3 separate regions of the Anser cygnoides genome follow, and all the other regions are linked to region 2. Evidence: chromatin contacts called from public Hi-C data. All regions are on one chromosome and are shown on one strand. Each heading gives the region's core, a stretch centred on a gene start, on an enhancer-like site or on the middle of the called end of the contact. The rest is flanking DNA. Distances are from core to core; before and after follow the strand shown. Region 1 holds the start of SLC25A12 (solute carrier family 25 member 12). Region 2 holds the start of ITGA6 (integrin subunit alpha 6). Region 3 holds the start of METAP1D (methionyl aminopeptidase type 1D, mitochondrial).

Region 1 (4,820 bases), core at 221-2,720, 180 kb before region 2:
GTTAGATAACAAGGTAGGTCCAAAAGCTGCACATCAGAGATGTCATACTCGAGCTCATTATTTACAATATTAGCTCTAATATTTACATTCTTCCCTTTCTCATAGAGTTAAGCTTCTTGAATATACTGTGTAATACTCATCAGGAAAGAAAAAAGATATTTTAGTGATTTTGGAAACATCCATGAATTAATCGTGGACCTAAAACATAGGACCTTCAAACCTTAAAGCTTTAAGACTGATGGGATTTTTCTTTCAGATCATGCTTCACTGTAACTAAAGGGAATGGATAAAGCTTCACATTATTAATTAAGTATGGTAATTTCAATGTCCTGCAAGAGATAATATTATGAAATACATCAATCTTAAAAAAAAAAGTTTAAATTCTAAAAACATCACCAGAAATCTATCTATTTATAAGAGGATCACATAAAAGCTATACAAGTATACAGTCTTAATAAGAAGTATTTTTTAGAATCGTGTAAAAGTTTATTTAAAAATAACAGCTATGGATGAAATTATTTGTTATAGAAAGTTAGAAAATACTTCAGAGAATTACTTAAGATTAGAATTTGGAGTGGTTGACCACCATTTGTGTCAGGAGCAGTTTCACCTCAACGCCTGAAGACCCCCTCAACATACAGTGTACTCGAAACGCACTTCTAAGCGCTCCATGACCAAGACACACATATGACGCTGTGGCTAACAGCTGGAAAGGCAAAAATACAAGTCCGTCAATCAAACAACGTTTGACAGGTCCGTTTACCTGCAAAAAAATATTTCGCAGCTCAGCAGGATCCGCTCTCTTGGTTGAGGGCACCTGCAAATAAAAGCAAGTTAATGCTTCACCAGCTGAGCTACCGACACAGCTGCGAAAACCCCCGCAACTGACACCGATAAGGGCTGCGCTATCAGCTCCCTTATCTAAGCGATAAGGAGACTCTCCGAGGTGAAACCCCTGCGGTTACCGCCGCACGCTCCCGTAACCCAAGGGCCGCTGCCAGCTGCTGAAACCCGGCGGCTCTCCGGTGCCACGACCGCCCCGGGGGGCGCCCGGCCGCCACCCCGCGGCTCCCCGCCGCCTCCCCTCAGGAGGCGGAGGCAGCACGGGCTGCGCTCGTCCCTTCCCCGCGGCCGCCCCGCCGCCTTCCCCTGGCCCCCCGCGGGGCTGCCCCGTAATGGCGGCGGCCGCCCCCTCACCGCCCGCAGCCCCCTCACCGCCCGGCGCCTCCCGGCCGCCCCCCGCCTCCTCACGAGCCGAGCGGCGTGGGGGTAGAGTCACCTTGACCGCCATGCTGCGCCCGGCCGCCAGCAGCAGCGGCAGGAGGAGGAGGAGCGCGAGGAGCCTCCACGCGCCGCCCCAGCGCAGCGCTGTGGTACCGAGCGGAGCGCCCCGCCCCTTCAGCGCCTTCACGCTGCCGCGGACGCTGACAGGGCAGACGCGAGGCCGCAGCACTGAGCGTGCGCCCGCCCGGCCCGTGCAGCCCGCGCTGTGCCGGCAGCGGGCGGGGCTATGCAAATGAGCCGCGGCGCGCACGCCCTTCCCACAGGCTGCCGCCGCAGGGGGGCGTGGCCCGCGGGGGTGGCAGCGGGCATGCGCGCGAGCGCCGTGCCTCGGCCAGCACCAGCCGTTCGCTGCGTGCCGCGGGCGGAAGCGGAAGAAGGAGCGGGGGCGCGTGTTCTCACTTCCGGCGGGTGGGCGCGCGGGCTGGTTGGTCCTGCCCCGCTCCGAAATGGCGGGTGAGGCGCGGGACGGGGCGCCGGTGGGCGGCGGGGGGGGCCGGCAGCGGCCGGCAGGGAGGCCGGCAGGCTGGCAGGGCGGGCGGGCGGGCAGGCAGGGCGGGCGGCTCGTCGTGAAGCCGCCGTTGCTCCTCAAGCCGCCCACGGGGAGCTCGGGGCTGCAGGGGAGCGCCGTGATGGCGCCGCTGGCAGGAGGGGACGCGGAGGCTGGCAGGGGAAGGGGCGCTCCGCTGCCGGCCGGCGCTCTGCGTGGTGCCGAGGGCCGGCTGCGGCTGGCTTCGTGTCGCCTTCCTCGGCCCCGCTGGGAGAGGGGGGTGGCTGGGGCATTGCTGGTGGTACGGGTGCCCCGATTCAGGAGCACCTGTTTGTGAGATACTGGAAACGTGCAGAAATAAGGTACAGAATAGTAGCTAAAAGACGTACTAAGGAACAAAATAGTAGCTGAAAGAGGTACGTCCTATGTTTGTTAGAGGTCTTGGGGTTTCGTCTTCCCCGAGAGTATTTGTAGTTGCTGGGTAAACAAATAGCCGTGTAACGTAACGCGTGGTGCTTGGGGATAGTATTTTTTACACCCATGTATGCAAACACTTTTGAGAAAACCTGAGAAGCTGAAAGGAGGGTATTATAACTTTGTTTTTCCTGGCTGACAGTCTGTCACCAGCTTTCTTTTTCAGTCTATTTACTGCTCTTCAAATACAGCGTCTGCCTGTCTTTTGGAAAACATTTCTTAGTGCGGAAAACAGATTTGCCAGTCTTAAAGCAAAAAACAATAGAGCCTTTAAAAAGTAGGAAGGATAAAAAACTAAAACTTACTTACTAGAGGGGTGGTGTGTTCTGAAATGAAGTCAGTAAAGTTACAAAACTTTAGTCTTCCAAAGCAGCCGATGTATGCTTTTCGGCTTTAGGTCTGTTCTTTTATTTTGAGACCACCAGTCTCTAATTACGTTGTTGGGTGAAAAAGTATTCCTTCCATGTGACGTATTTATTTTCAAATCCTTGTTGAGTCCTCAGTCTGTAAGAAGGAAATTCATTTTCCTCGTTTTATACAGATATCAAGATAGCTCTGTAACGTAACATCTGGAGGCATATCTGCACATTTTTATATATTACTTGCCTGTTCAATTTCTGCTTCGGGGGAAAAAAAGATTACCAAAAATGTTCTTTCCATAATCACTTTTTAAGTGATCTTTTACTGGATGAAATACAGGAATCTTTGTTAGTGCCATTTGAAGCTTTCAGTAAATGGATTTGCATCAAAATCCTGCGTTAGCAAAGACTCTTTAGCCAGCTGAGAGCTCTGATGTTTAGGGGGAAAAATGCTCTTTTGAGATCTCAGGCACAGAACTTGGCTCCTCTTTCTCCATTTGCAGAATAATGTTTCCTTAAGTCCCAATAAGAAAACTGGCAGGTGGGGTGTGAATGGTGCACGTTTCTTGCTTCTGTTTTAGTGGTTGAGCCAACAGTCTCTGCGGTGTTTCTTGTTTACATATTTGACAACATTTGTGTGTTCTAATTTGGTTCTACGGCTTGGGATAGAGGTTGATGGGGATGTGAAACTTGTAACAGTCAACCATACCCTGTGCTTACTCACTGCATTTGTTTTGTGTAGTTTTTGTATAGTTATGTCTCTGTAAACTAAAGCATGCTTATAGGAGGTGACATGAATTTTTTAGAAAGGTGTAGTTATTATGAAAACAGATTTGTTTTGCCTCTTAAAGGAAGTGGCAATGTTTACAGGAAGTAAGGTGTTCTCCCATAAAGGTATGCTTTGAGTCCTCTGGCAGAGCATTACATTTGACTATAGCTTCATGTAGATCCGGGTGTCATCGGGACAAGAGTCTCCAACTCTTACAGAGCTGGAATGATGAGCCTAGTAATGCATGTCCAATAGAGCGTTACTCTGGTATGAGGCTTCAGGGCACCCCTGCTCTCCGGAGAAGTAATAAGAAATTAGAATTGGGATGAACTAGGTATCTTGAAATACTGATGTGCAAATGCGTGTGTTCTTGAAAAGAAACATTTGTCAGACTGAATTCTTAGTTTTTACTTGTTGCTTTCCAATGTGTTTTATTAGTAATGAGTTTTAAACACTTAAACATTTAAACGTTATAACATATAAATGTTTTGAATATAATCCCCTTCATTTTCAGAAACTAAAGAGAAAGATACTTCTGGTCTGTTTTCTAGTTATTGTTTGTAATTCCAGAAAAGTGTTTTAGAAATCTTAACATTCCTCTTATATTTGGAGTGCATATTGTTTGGGGATTTTTCTACTTGTTCAATATTTTTGGTGTTTTTGTGTTGTGGTTCTTTCTGTCCTTGAGAACCTTTTTCTAAACATATTTGTTGAATAATAGTAACACAGATTGTGCACATCTAAACCATTTTTAAAATCTTTTTCTTCAGGACTAACTGCTATGGAGAAGAAGCTGGCTGAATACAAATGTAACACAAATGAAGCGATTCAGCTAAAGCTAGGTAATGTCGGTTTTTAAGTACTGTGCATTTGAATTAAGAAACTTTCTTATAATGAAATCCACCCAGGTTTTATATATGTACCTGTTAATGTAAATATACAAACACAAGAATAGGAACGCAGTCTAATTAGACTAATACTAGCCTAATTTTGCTAAGACTAGTGCAGTTAAGTATAGCTGTAGAAACTCAGGCTTGTCCCTGCATCATAATGTTATCTGCAATTTATTAACGTATTACTGGAGTGCATTGGAATTTAACCTCCCTTATTTTTCTTTAAGTATTCAGTATGTTCTTTCAGTTTCTTCTTCTCTAAGCCAAATGCTATGATGTAGTCCTAAGCATCTGTTGTTTTCATGGTGACCTTAGAAGCAGAGCTCATCTTGTTAGGGTTACAAATTTCTAATTATTTTTTATTTTACATCTTTCCCTTTCCTCTCTTTTTTTTTTTTTTGAGGAAATAGTAAACACAAGAAAGAAAACTGAAAAGTGTTGTGTTGTTGGGTTGGGGTTTTTTGCTGCCCCCATGCCCTCCCCCATCTAGATTACCCAAGCCATTTTTAACAAAGTGTTTAAAACCTGAGTAGAAGTAGTATGTTACTCTAAGA
Region 2 (4,781 bases), core at 626-3,125:
TTAGAATTGCTTTGTTACGCATAGCAGCGTGGTCATGTTTAATTGGTCATCATGCCTAATGTTGGTCCCCCTTTATCCAGAGATGGCATGAAGGAATTGCTGAGGTATGTGTTAATTATCTATAATCCACAGCATTTTTTTTTTGAGGAAGGGCAAAGGAAGGAAATAGACATTTTTCAAACATTTTTTTCCTCTCCTCACATGCAGCAAATTAAAATAGTACAAAATGATGAGATCCAAGGTAACTCTAAGCTGTTTGTGCGCACTTCTGCTCCACCCTTTATGCAGTCTATTTTTGTTGTTCCTGGTGTGGTCACTTGAGACAGGCTTTAATACAACTATGTCTTGGAATGCGTGTTACTGCATCTGGAGATGAGAAAGACATTGCTGAAGGGAAACATCTATGGGTAACAACAAACAGGTAAAACATGCCCAGGCAGCGCTGGTGGGAGGGAGAGGCAGATGTCAGATGAACCTAATGTGCCAAAGTAATTCATGTGGCTCAGGATACAGCGTGGAAGTACTGTGACTCCTAACAGGAGTTACTAAGTACAAGTATTGCTTTTACAGTTACTGTAAGAGTATTATAGCATGCGAGTTTAAATGGTCCTGAAGGGCACATTGCTAAGATTTTGGTACAGACATCAACACTGTTTTAAAAAGACTTGTTTTCAAATCTTTACTAATTACTGTGAAATACACGGATTTGAGTAAGCCTACTTTATTGTAATTAGACTGGGACCCTTCCCTCTATGAGCCTTCGGTGAAACTGTAGGGCAGTGTTCGTGCCAGTACAGTTTTCTGCCATGGCAGTGACTGCAAAGTGATTGAACAACGGATTAAGACTTGGAATGATTGAGGCAAGAGCAAGCCGGGAAGGTTCCTAATAGCAGTAAATATCAGGGAGCCTAATTTAACAACATGCTTTGTTTCCACATTAGATGCACATTTCTCGTGTGTTTTCTCCTCTCTTTTGATCAAGGGTGTTTTGGTCTTGAGCCAAAGACTTGTCTATACATGGAGTTATCCTAGAATAATTACTCTGGAAAAAGTAGCCTGGATTAACTCCCTGGGAGCATGGTATTGTTCCAGAAGAAATTATTTGGAGTATTATCATGTGTGAGGGCTCAAATCTCTATTATTATTTTTATTATTATTTTTCTGGAATCTTGTGGGGAAAAAAGCTTCCCTTCTCCTGTCTCAGATGCTGGTGGAAAAAAAGTATTGTCATGTTGCTTGACAGGTGAAAGGTTTCCAAGACCTTGTGTTCACTTCCCTAACCCAGAGCCCTAAAACAAGACTAGGTTGACACCTTGAACCCCTCTCCTGGGTGGATGAAGTGCACTGAGGTACACCTGCACTTTTGAGTTAGTGAGGTTACTCTTTTGGAACTACGGCTGAAAGCATGAGATAAAATAGGGGATACTAAACCACGTACTGTTTTCAAACGCTTGAAGCGTAAGGGTAAGGTACCCGTTTAAGGACAGGAAAGGCAGTGAAGGAATGAGGTTTAAAGAAGCGTGTTCCCACGTGCTGTCTAAAGAGTCTGGCAAACACAGGTACAAAGTCGCTGACTCTTTTTCCCTCGTGCTGTGCCCTTTGGGGACCGCAGACCGCAGCGCTGTCGGGCGGCCCCTTGGGGAAGGCGGGCTGCAGGTGCTCACCGCCCGGCCCCTTTGCTCGTAGCCGCCGGGGCCCGCTGTTCTTTTCCGTCCCAACCTCCCAGAAGCAGGGGCTGGGGGCGAGGGAGGCGGGGCGGCGCCCTCGGCTGGGCCGTGCCGTGCCGTGCCGTGCCCTGCGGGGCGGGGGCCGGCGGACATTTTGTGCCGCCCCCGCTGCGGAGGCGCGGGGCTGCTCGGCGGGAGCCGCCGCGCGGGGGCCGGGCGGGGCGGGGCGGGGCGGGCTCCGTGCGGCGGGGCGCAGCGGGGGAGCGGCGGCGCTCGGCGGATCGGCGGCGGCTTTCCCGTGCCCGGCAGGCGCAGATGGCGGCCGCGCTCCTCTTGTACCTGCCCCTCCTGCCGGGGCTGGCCGGCGCCTTCAACCTGGACACAGAGCGCGTGATCGTGCGGCGCGGCGAGCCGGGCAGCCTCTTCGGCTTCTCCCTAGCCATGCACCGGCAGCTGCAGCCGCAGGAGAGACGGCTGTAAGTGCTCCCGCCGGGTCCGCGTCCCTTCCACCGCCGGAGCGCTACCCGGCACGCAGCCCCCGCCCGGCGGCACGCGGGGGGCTTCGGGGGAGGGACGGGGGACACGGGCGGCACCTGCCCCGAGCGCCCGGGGGCAGCGAGGGGCCGCCCGGCCGCCCCGGGGGGGGCTCGGCGGGGCAGAGGAGCAAAAATCCCGGCGAGGACCGCGCGCGGCGGCGGCTGTGCCCCGGGCCCGGGCCGATCTCGGCCTCGGCCGCCCAGTGCAGCGCGGGCGCCCCCGCTGCGGAGCGGGCAGGTGGGAGGCGGAGCGGGGGGGCGCAAAGCGCTGCTGGCGGGGCGAGGGGAGAGCCGGGAGCCCCTCTGCGAAACGCAGAAAGCAGAGCAAGGCTTCTTTGTGCGTCGTCGGGAGAACTGAGGGTTCCTTGCTTTCCGTGGAGGTAACTGATTAGTCTTGTCCTGTGCGGTAGTGCTGGATGGAGTGTGTCTTGTGTAAGGTATTGTTAGGAAACGAATGTCTCTTACCCCAAGTGCTTAGTTTTGATTTAAGGGAAGATGAGCCTGTTGTTGTATATCAAGTGTACGGGAGAAGGAAGTTGGGAAGAAATCGTATCCTCGATAAAGTTAACAGATAAACGTTGTTAAAAGTTCTTTGTACCTGTTTTGCTCAGGTTCACGTTTTGTATGATTTCGTAGAAATTACAGTGTGTAAAGGAGTATAAATCACAGGTTCCATCTTCTGTCTGGTATGCAATGTGACCCAGTTGTATAGCCTGAAGAATCAAACACGGATCTGAGTTTCTTTCTAGAGGCCCTTGACTTAATTCTTGGCAGGATTACGTGTGCATTGGTCTCACTTAGTTCTACTAAGAAAGCAGTGCCTGAAGGTTATTAGTTGGCCATTATGTTGTCAAATGCTGATAGAATGAGTGCGTCAGACTATGCAGAGATGGAAAGCCAATTAGTCAGTAGAAATACAAGAGCAGTCACAGTATTCAAACTGGTTTGTAGTGTTTGACTGAAATGCCTCAGAGATTGTTAGCATGAAAGTTGTGTATTGTATGTACAGTGAGTGCTTCCTCTGGCAGTCCAAGTCTGAGTACAGAGCAGAGCCAGATGCTAACTGTGTTGGCATGGCTTTCTGAATCCAGGCTTTCATGAGAAGCAGGGGTCTCAAATAGAGGAAAAACCAGACTAGAGAAAGTGTTTTATGATGCATGGTTCTTAGTATGAGATGTCTTGGCTATTTTTTTAAAATTTCTTCTGCGTATTTTAACATAAAGCATTTGAGTGCTGCCCCATGTAGCTGCTTGGAAAACCTGCGTTCAGTTCTTTTACGTAGCACAGCCACGCCACAGTCACTTTGAGCATCATTTTTCTGGAGTAGGGGTAGTAGTAATGCGGCTGAAAAAGATACTAAATGTGCTGGACTGTCACTATCTTTTGTATGGATATAGGCATGTTAAGCTCACTTTGTTACATCTTGTGAAATAAAATGGGAGTTTTAATGGAGAAACTTGAAGTGAAGGCTCTCATATTAGGCTGCATGTTTGTAAATGATGACATGATTTACAAATGAGTGACACTAATATTAAACAATTTGTTTGGCATGTTCCACAGATACTAGTTTCTAAATAGCTTGGCTGTTTATAGGTGGAACAAGCTGTCTGCTCTCCAGGTATTTGGTGAAGTTATGAGAATGGAGATCATGTTGAGGTCTCATACTCAGAAAAGTGCGTAGTCCCTGTATGCTGCCCATTATCTGTAACTAGAGGAACTCTCTCAAGACTGATAGAAGTAATTTTACCATGACATCTCACCAAGGACTGGCTAACTTTAAAGCTCAGTTACAGTTTGAGTGCAGACACTTAAGTGGTTGCTAGAATACCCGAAACCCATTTCATCATTGAAACTTGATTGAAAGTGATACTCGGGTTCTCATGTGGAAGGGAACCCCAGTCCCCCCCAGAAAACCACCCTGCCAACCCCAACTTTATGAAATTAGACACAGGTTATAACTGATATGTGCACAGTCAGTAAGTCCTTGGGAAAACAAAGGAGAAAAGGTGAAATATGTGATTCTGTTCAAGGAATGTTTTAGTCAGTGATGTGGAACAAGATTTGGTAAAACAAGCTGAATGATCCTTAATTTGTCTCTTGCCTCACTGAAGTGATTCTTAAGTGAGATGGTTCTCTCCTCCTGCCTCGACTGGATAATTCAGTGTTAAGCATTATGAAACTGCTTGGTAAGGATGAGGGTGGAGAATGCCGAGGAAGTGTGACAAATAAAGGTACAGCCGAAATAGCCTGTTATTAAACATACTTGCTTTTGATCACCTTTTTTTCTTAAGTCATGGGAGACTACAGATTACATATTAACTTTGAATGGTAATTTTTGTATTTGTCAGTGTTAGATACTAATGCTGTGTTTGCTAATGAGTAATTGCTTAACTCCCCACAGCATGGGTAGATGAATTCTTGAGAACCGCTTTGAATTTACTTGTAAATGGTACTTTGTATGAGATTGTGGATTGGTAACAGGATTTTGTTTTTCTGTGTGAATGTTTTCAGATGAGAAAAGTTGGCAAGTTCATCAGTTGAAGAGGAGAAAAACTTTATTAATTCATAGTAACTGAAA
Region 3 (4,963 bases), core at 790-3,289, 150 kb before region 2:
CTGTGTTAGAATATAGAGTCTCTCTCCTTTTTCTGAGATATTCATCCATGTTTCACTGGTATAAACTTCCTAATAAGCCTAAATCTGTTATTTATATTCCTTAGTAAAAGGAGAAAATCTTCATCTAAGTACAAATTAAAGACTACCAAATAATGACTGTTGTTAGGCTTTAAGATTAATCCAGAAACTGCAAAAAATACAGACCAGTTGTTCTCTTAGAAAGTAAAACAGTTAAGAAGTCCGTCTTTGATCAATCCTCTCTTGGTTTCTGATCTGCAAAAGGAACTGGTCCGGTCTAACCACTAACAGATATCTGCAAGTATTTGTGAAATAACCTAACGCTAAAGGGCATGGTAATTACAAAGGTGGCAGCACCGTGATTCTAGCATTGTATCCAATTCTTGCATTTTCTTATGCCATCAACCCATTGGCTGTTACAATATGGAATTACAGCCTTATAGCAACAGACAAAAGCCAAATGTTTGCTTTATTTTCTCTCACAGTGGCCTTTGACTCCCCCAAGTAGGAAATATTTGACTCACGTAAGATAGGTGAGACTAGGTTAACTTAGGGCATTTTGTTTCTCTCCTTCAGCGACAGTTCAGGAAAAGATGATGGTGAATTACTCATCATCCATGGCTACTTTCATGTGAAATATGGTGTTCTCTACAGGCACACATAAGCACTCCCACGCCAGCAGACATGTAGTTACGTATGCGAAGCAGCCATAATAAGTGATTGCTTTAAGCTGTACATCATTGTCATAGAACCAGTGGTTGGGTATCTGCATTCCTAAAGGAATGAGAGGAAATTTTCCAAGAGGAAAAATAAGATAAGATGGTGCCTGATAAATTCAAACTCCTGAAAGACCATACTATGTTGTTGAACTAGCAACAACGAAAAGACTTGCTCATTTCTGCTCTGCGAATTAAATGTGTACATACCTCTCACCAGGGAGTAGTTGTAACGATGCTCATGAGGTGTAACTAGGCAGCTTAGGAATGCTCTTTCTTGACTTACTTCTAGCACTATTTTTCTTCTGTTAAAATCCTATCATAGTGCCCTCACTGAATATCATGAAATGTGTCGGTGCGGAATGTGGCTGTATGAAGTGAATTGTTTCATTTTTGGAGAAAGTGCAAGATATTGTATTGATCTTTAAAATGCTATGTGGTCTGGATATAAGCTATATGATAGGCCGCCTATTGTGCTGTGGCAGCTCATCAGATGATGCACTTGTGCTAGTGTCTACACAGGACCACTGAGAAGACTGCAGCACCTTTTTTGTTATCAGAGAACTCTTGGTATTTGCTCCTTAAAGGCAAAAATTCTTATAGTGTAACTTTCAAGTTCATACGTTTTTCAAGCTTTTTCCAGAGTAAATAACGGGGGTAGATAACATCACCATTCCTATCTGCCTTGGGCTTTGAGTCTGTTCTCGTTAATTGTCATTTCTACCCAAAAATATTGCAAAGACAAGCTCTACATAAAAGTTTGCTCTTTTAGATCCTTTTGAAATACAAAACAATTGGTTGTGCCACTGAAACTGAGAAATATTTGAGTTTCAGGGTTCAAGCTTTCTCTTTCATATTCTGCATATGCCTCTACAGCAAACGTAACGGCAAAAAGTAACTTCAGCATTCTGGACTGTGTAGTTCATTCTTTTCTTCACAAAAGCTACTTTACTACAACGGAACAAAAAAGTACAGGGGGAAAATAAGTTTAAAAAGAACTCGAATAAAATGTTGAGGTAGCTTTAGCACTTGGTGAGTGACACGCTTGCAGCCCTCCTGGGACCGCCAGCCCCCCCGGGGAAGCGCTGTCTCGCTGCTGGAAAGCTGACGAGGCCGCGGGGCGTTAAGCCTCAGCTTAACCACGCAAAACACGGCACAGGGGCGAGCAGCCGTGAGCGCTTCACAGACCCCGCGCCGGGGGCGCTGCCGCCCCGCCGGGGCTGACGGGCGCGGGGGCCTCGCCCCGGGGGGAAGCGGCGGGGGCTCGGCACTGCCCTGCCCTAACGGCCGCGGGCGGCACTCGCCTCACGCAGCGCGCGCGTAGCGGCTGCAGCGCGAGGCAGGACGGCTCCCGCCGCGCCCCGCCTGCCGCGTGCACGTGATCCTGCCCCATGCGGCCAAGATGGCGGCGCCCAGAGCTGTCAACGTGCTGCGGGGCGGAGGTGAGCGCGCCGCCGCGGGGCGGGGAGGGAAGGGGGGAGGGAAGGAGGGGGGCGGGAAGCAGGCGCCGCCGGTTAAACGGGGCAGCGCGCGCCACCCAGCCGCCGCTGTCTCGCTGCCCGGCGGGGAGGTTGGTGGCTGACGCCAGCGGGAGAAGCTACCGGAGAGCCGTGTCCGCCAGCCTGAGCGCCCGGGGCGTGAAGGGCCTCGTCCCGCGGACGGTGGGAGCCCCGCGTACGCAGCTCGGGGCCGCGCGGTGCCGGCGCTGCGCCCCCCGGCAGGGTGGCGGGGGGAGAGCCCGGCCGGGCCGGGCCGGGCCGGCGGCGCCGGTAGCGTGGGGCTCGGCGCCGTGCGAAGGGGCGGGGTGAGGAGCGCTCGGCCCGGTGCGCGCCGCGCCGGGAGCTGGCCCTGAGGGCTGCTGGCGGGCCGCTCTGCGGCCGCGGGAGCGTGTCACCGCACTATTCCTGTCAGAAACTTAGTTTTCGGTTAAAAAATAAATAAGAATAATAATAACTTGACTGAAATAAATACGTTTGCTGTACCTACCCACTGAGTCACGTAACTTTTGCGTGCATGTAGAGGCTCTTCAGCTCCTGTCCTCTCACAGCGAGGTCTTCCTGAAAGTGCCTTTTCTACCACAGCCCAGCAGAAACGATTCACTCCCGCGTGTTTTACTGCCTTGGTAACGCTACAGAGCAATTGTACACGGTTCTGTACCTCACTGATAAATGTGTTTTCTTACTGGTGTTAACATTATTTACCTCTCATTCCTTCCCCTCAGTGTTTCCTTGTCTCAGATTAAGTAAGACTGGAGGTTCTTTGGGGCATACGGTTAAGTGAGTGTTTCTTTTTGGCTTCTGTTGTAAAATCTTAAATGTGTGAATAGAAAGAAACACCTTACAATGGTCTCAATGAAAGACTTGTATGAGTCTTTTTTTTTAAGACTGTAAATTCTTCATCTTTCAGCCAAAGCACAATATTGCAATGCTATGCAGCTGACATAAAATTTCAATCTGTTTTCTCATGTTGTTGATAATGATCTTCTGCTGTATTTCTATTTTTTGTTCTGTTCAAGTCTTTTCAAACTTTTGAGAATATAGCAGCCTTTTCTTCACAGTTAATTCTGAATTTTGCAGGGCACAAGAGCCACGTCAATTTTTTCATTGATAAAAGCTCATATTCATAAGGAAATTTCAGTTTGACTGGAGTCTTAGAATCTGAGCTTCAGCTGAACACTGGGAAGAGCTGCGGGATTTGGCCTTCAGAGTCTCCTATTTGTTTTATTTCTGACACTGGTCAAAACCTTTACACTTTCACATGTGCCAGTTAGAAACTGAATCACATCTGTAATATGTAGTACCATAGAATGTCTTTTGTTGTTGTTTTGTTTTGAATCTCAAATGAATTGAAATTTATTGTACAAATTCATACTATTCTTGATTTCTTGCTTCAGCAGTTCTTCATCTGCAGACTTTGTTCTGGATATTGTTGTGGTCATGTGTGACCAGTACAGCTGCTTCCAGCTGCATCCACACCTGTAAACGCTGTGTCTATCATCCAGTTAATAGACCCAAGCCATTTAAATTTGTTAAGCTTTCATCCCTCCCTCCAGACATCAGAACTTATTCAGTTCCCCTAGTGGATGCATATTTCCAGAAGTTGAAAAAGCAAAACTGTCATAGTTCAGACAAGACTGATTAAGCTAAATCCAATTTTCCCTGAATTGGACAGTTCAGTATAATTTAATTTGCAAATATTGAAAGACAGAAGTAATTTAAATTAGATTTCTGCTCACCTAAGGGAATCTATTCTACCTAAATAGAATGAAAATTACTTTTTGATAGCCCCTTATGTGATATCTCTTCATACCTCTGATGTTATGTTTCTGTAAATGATGAAAAGAAAATTTTCATAATTATGGAACTGTTTCTAGCACACTTGAAAAGCAGAGATCTTGGAAGTTTGTATACTGTTTAAATACTTCCTCCACACATCAGAAGGAATTAAGCTATCATAAAAAAAATCTTTAATATGTTTGAAAAAGAAAAGTTGAATGATTGTGGTTGCAGAAAGTTAAAAAGACAGTTTGTGATTTTTTATCAGGCATATCAGACAATTTATTTGAACAGCCTCTGTCTTGCTAGTGTCAGAATTGCAATAACGTCAACCTAAGGAGAAGGTACACAACTTGATAAGAGTGTGAGGGGCAGAGGAGCACCAATTGCATTTACCATTTGTAAAAGAAAACTAAGACAGAATACAGGCACATCAAATGGTATGTTGACCTGTCAGAGTTTGTACTTATAAATGATAGTGATTATATGGTGTTTTATGGGCTTGTAAATGGTCTACTTGCATACTACGATAGTCTCAAGTATTACAATAATTGCATCTGTGATGTTCATTGGTAGTAAAATAAAGTGGAAGACGTCAAAGAACTGCATGTCTCCAAATACAATTTCTATGATTTAAGGCATAATAATCTTTTATTGATCTATTAATTTTAGGCAAGTAAATTATTGTAGAATAGAAGCTCCTAATTGCTTGTAATGAAGTTTCAGGACTTGGAGCCATGGGAAAATAATTGATGAGAAGACATCTCTTGTAAAACAAGTCACTTACTGTGTTAAATACTGATAGAACTGATTTCTTATCTTGCTTCCCTATCTACCAATGAATGAGTGTTCCATCTATGCTGCATGTTATTGCCAGACTTTTAAGGTGAAGTTATTGTAGATTGAAGGTGTGTGATACATCTCTCAGATATGTAGTCTGTGTGCACAGGCTGT

What was found. A called contact is a pair of places that touch in the nucleus more often than the background predicts.
Region 1: a contact with region 2 is called in a Hi-C map of liver, with 14 times the contacts expected there. The contact joins the promoter of SLC25A12 here to the promoter of ITGA6 in region 2. A contact is called at or near these places in 2 of 7 Hi-C or Micro-C datasets (both in liver).
Region 3: a contact with region 2 is called in a Hi-C map of liver, with 8 times the contacts expected there. The contact joins the promoter of METAP1D here to the promoter of ITGA6 in region 2. A contact is called at or near these places in 2 of 7 Hi-C or Micro-C datasets (both in liver).

The regions. Positions count from the first base shown.
Region 1 is chr6:20,844,618-20,849,437 of Taihu_goose_T2T_genome, reverse strand. It overlaps SLC25A12 (solute carrier family 25 member 12), which reads right to left and starts at 1,470. Exons shown (of 18, transcript XM_048061541.2): 1 at 1,280-1,470; 2 at 764-817. The coding sequence starts at 1,291. HAT1 (histone acetyltransferase 1) reads left to right here and starts at 1,586. Exons shown (of 11, transcript XM_048061568.2): 1 at 1,586-1,737; 2 at 4,144-4,215. The coding sequence starts at 1,731.
Region 2 is chr6:20,669,139-20,673,919 of Taihu_goose_T2T_genome, reverse strand. ITGA6 (integrin subunit alpha 6) reads left to right here and starts at 1,875. Exons shown (of 26, transcript XM_048061610.2): 1 at 1,875-2,143. The coding sequence starts at 1,983.
Region 3 is chr6:20,816,112-20,821,074 of Taihu_goose_T2T_genome, reverse strand. METAP1D (methionyl aminopeptidase type 1D, mitochondrial) reads left to right here and starts at 2,039. Exons shown (of 10, transcript XM_066999505.1): 1 at 2,039-2,176. The coding sequence starts at 2,137.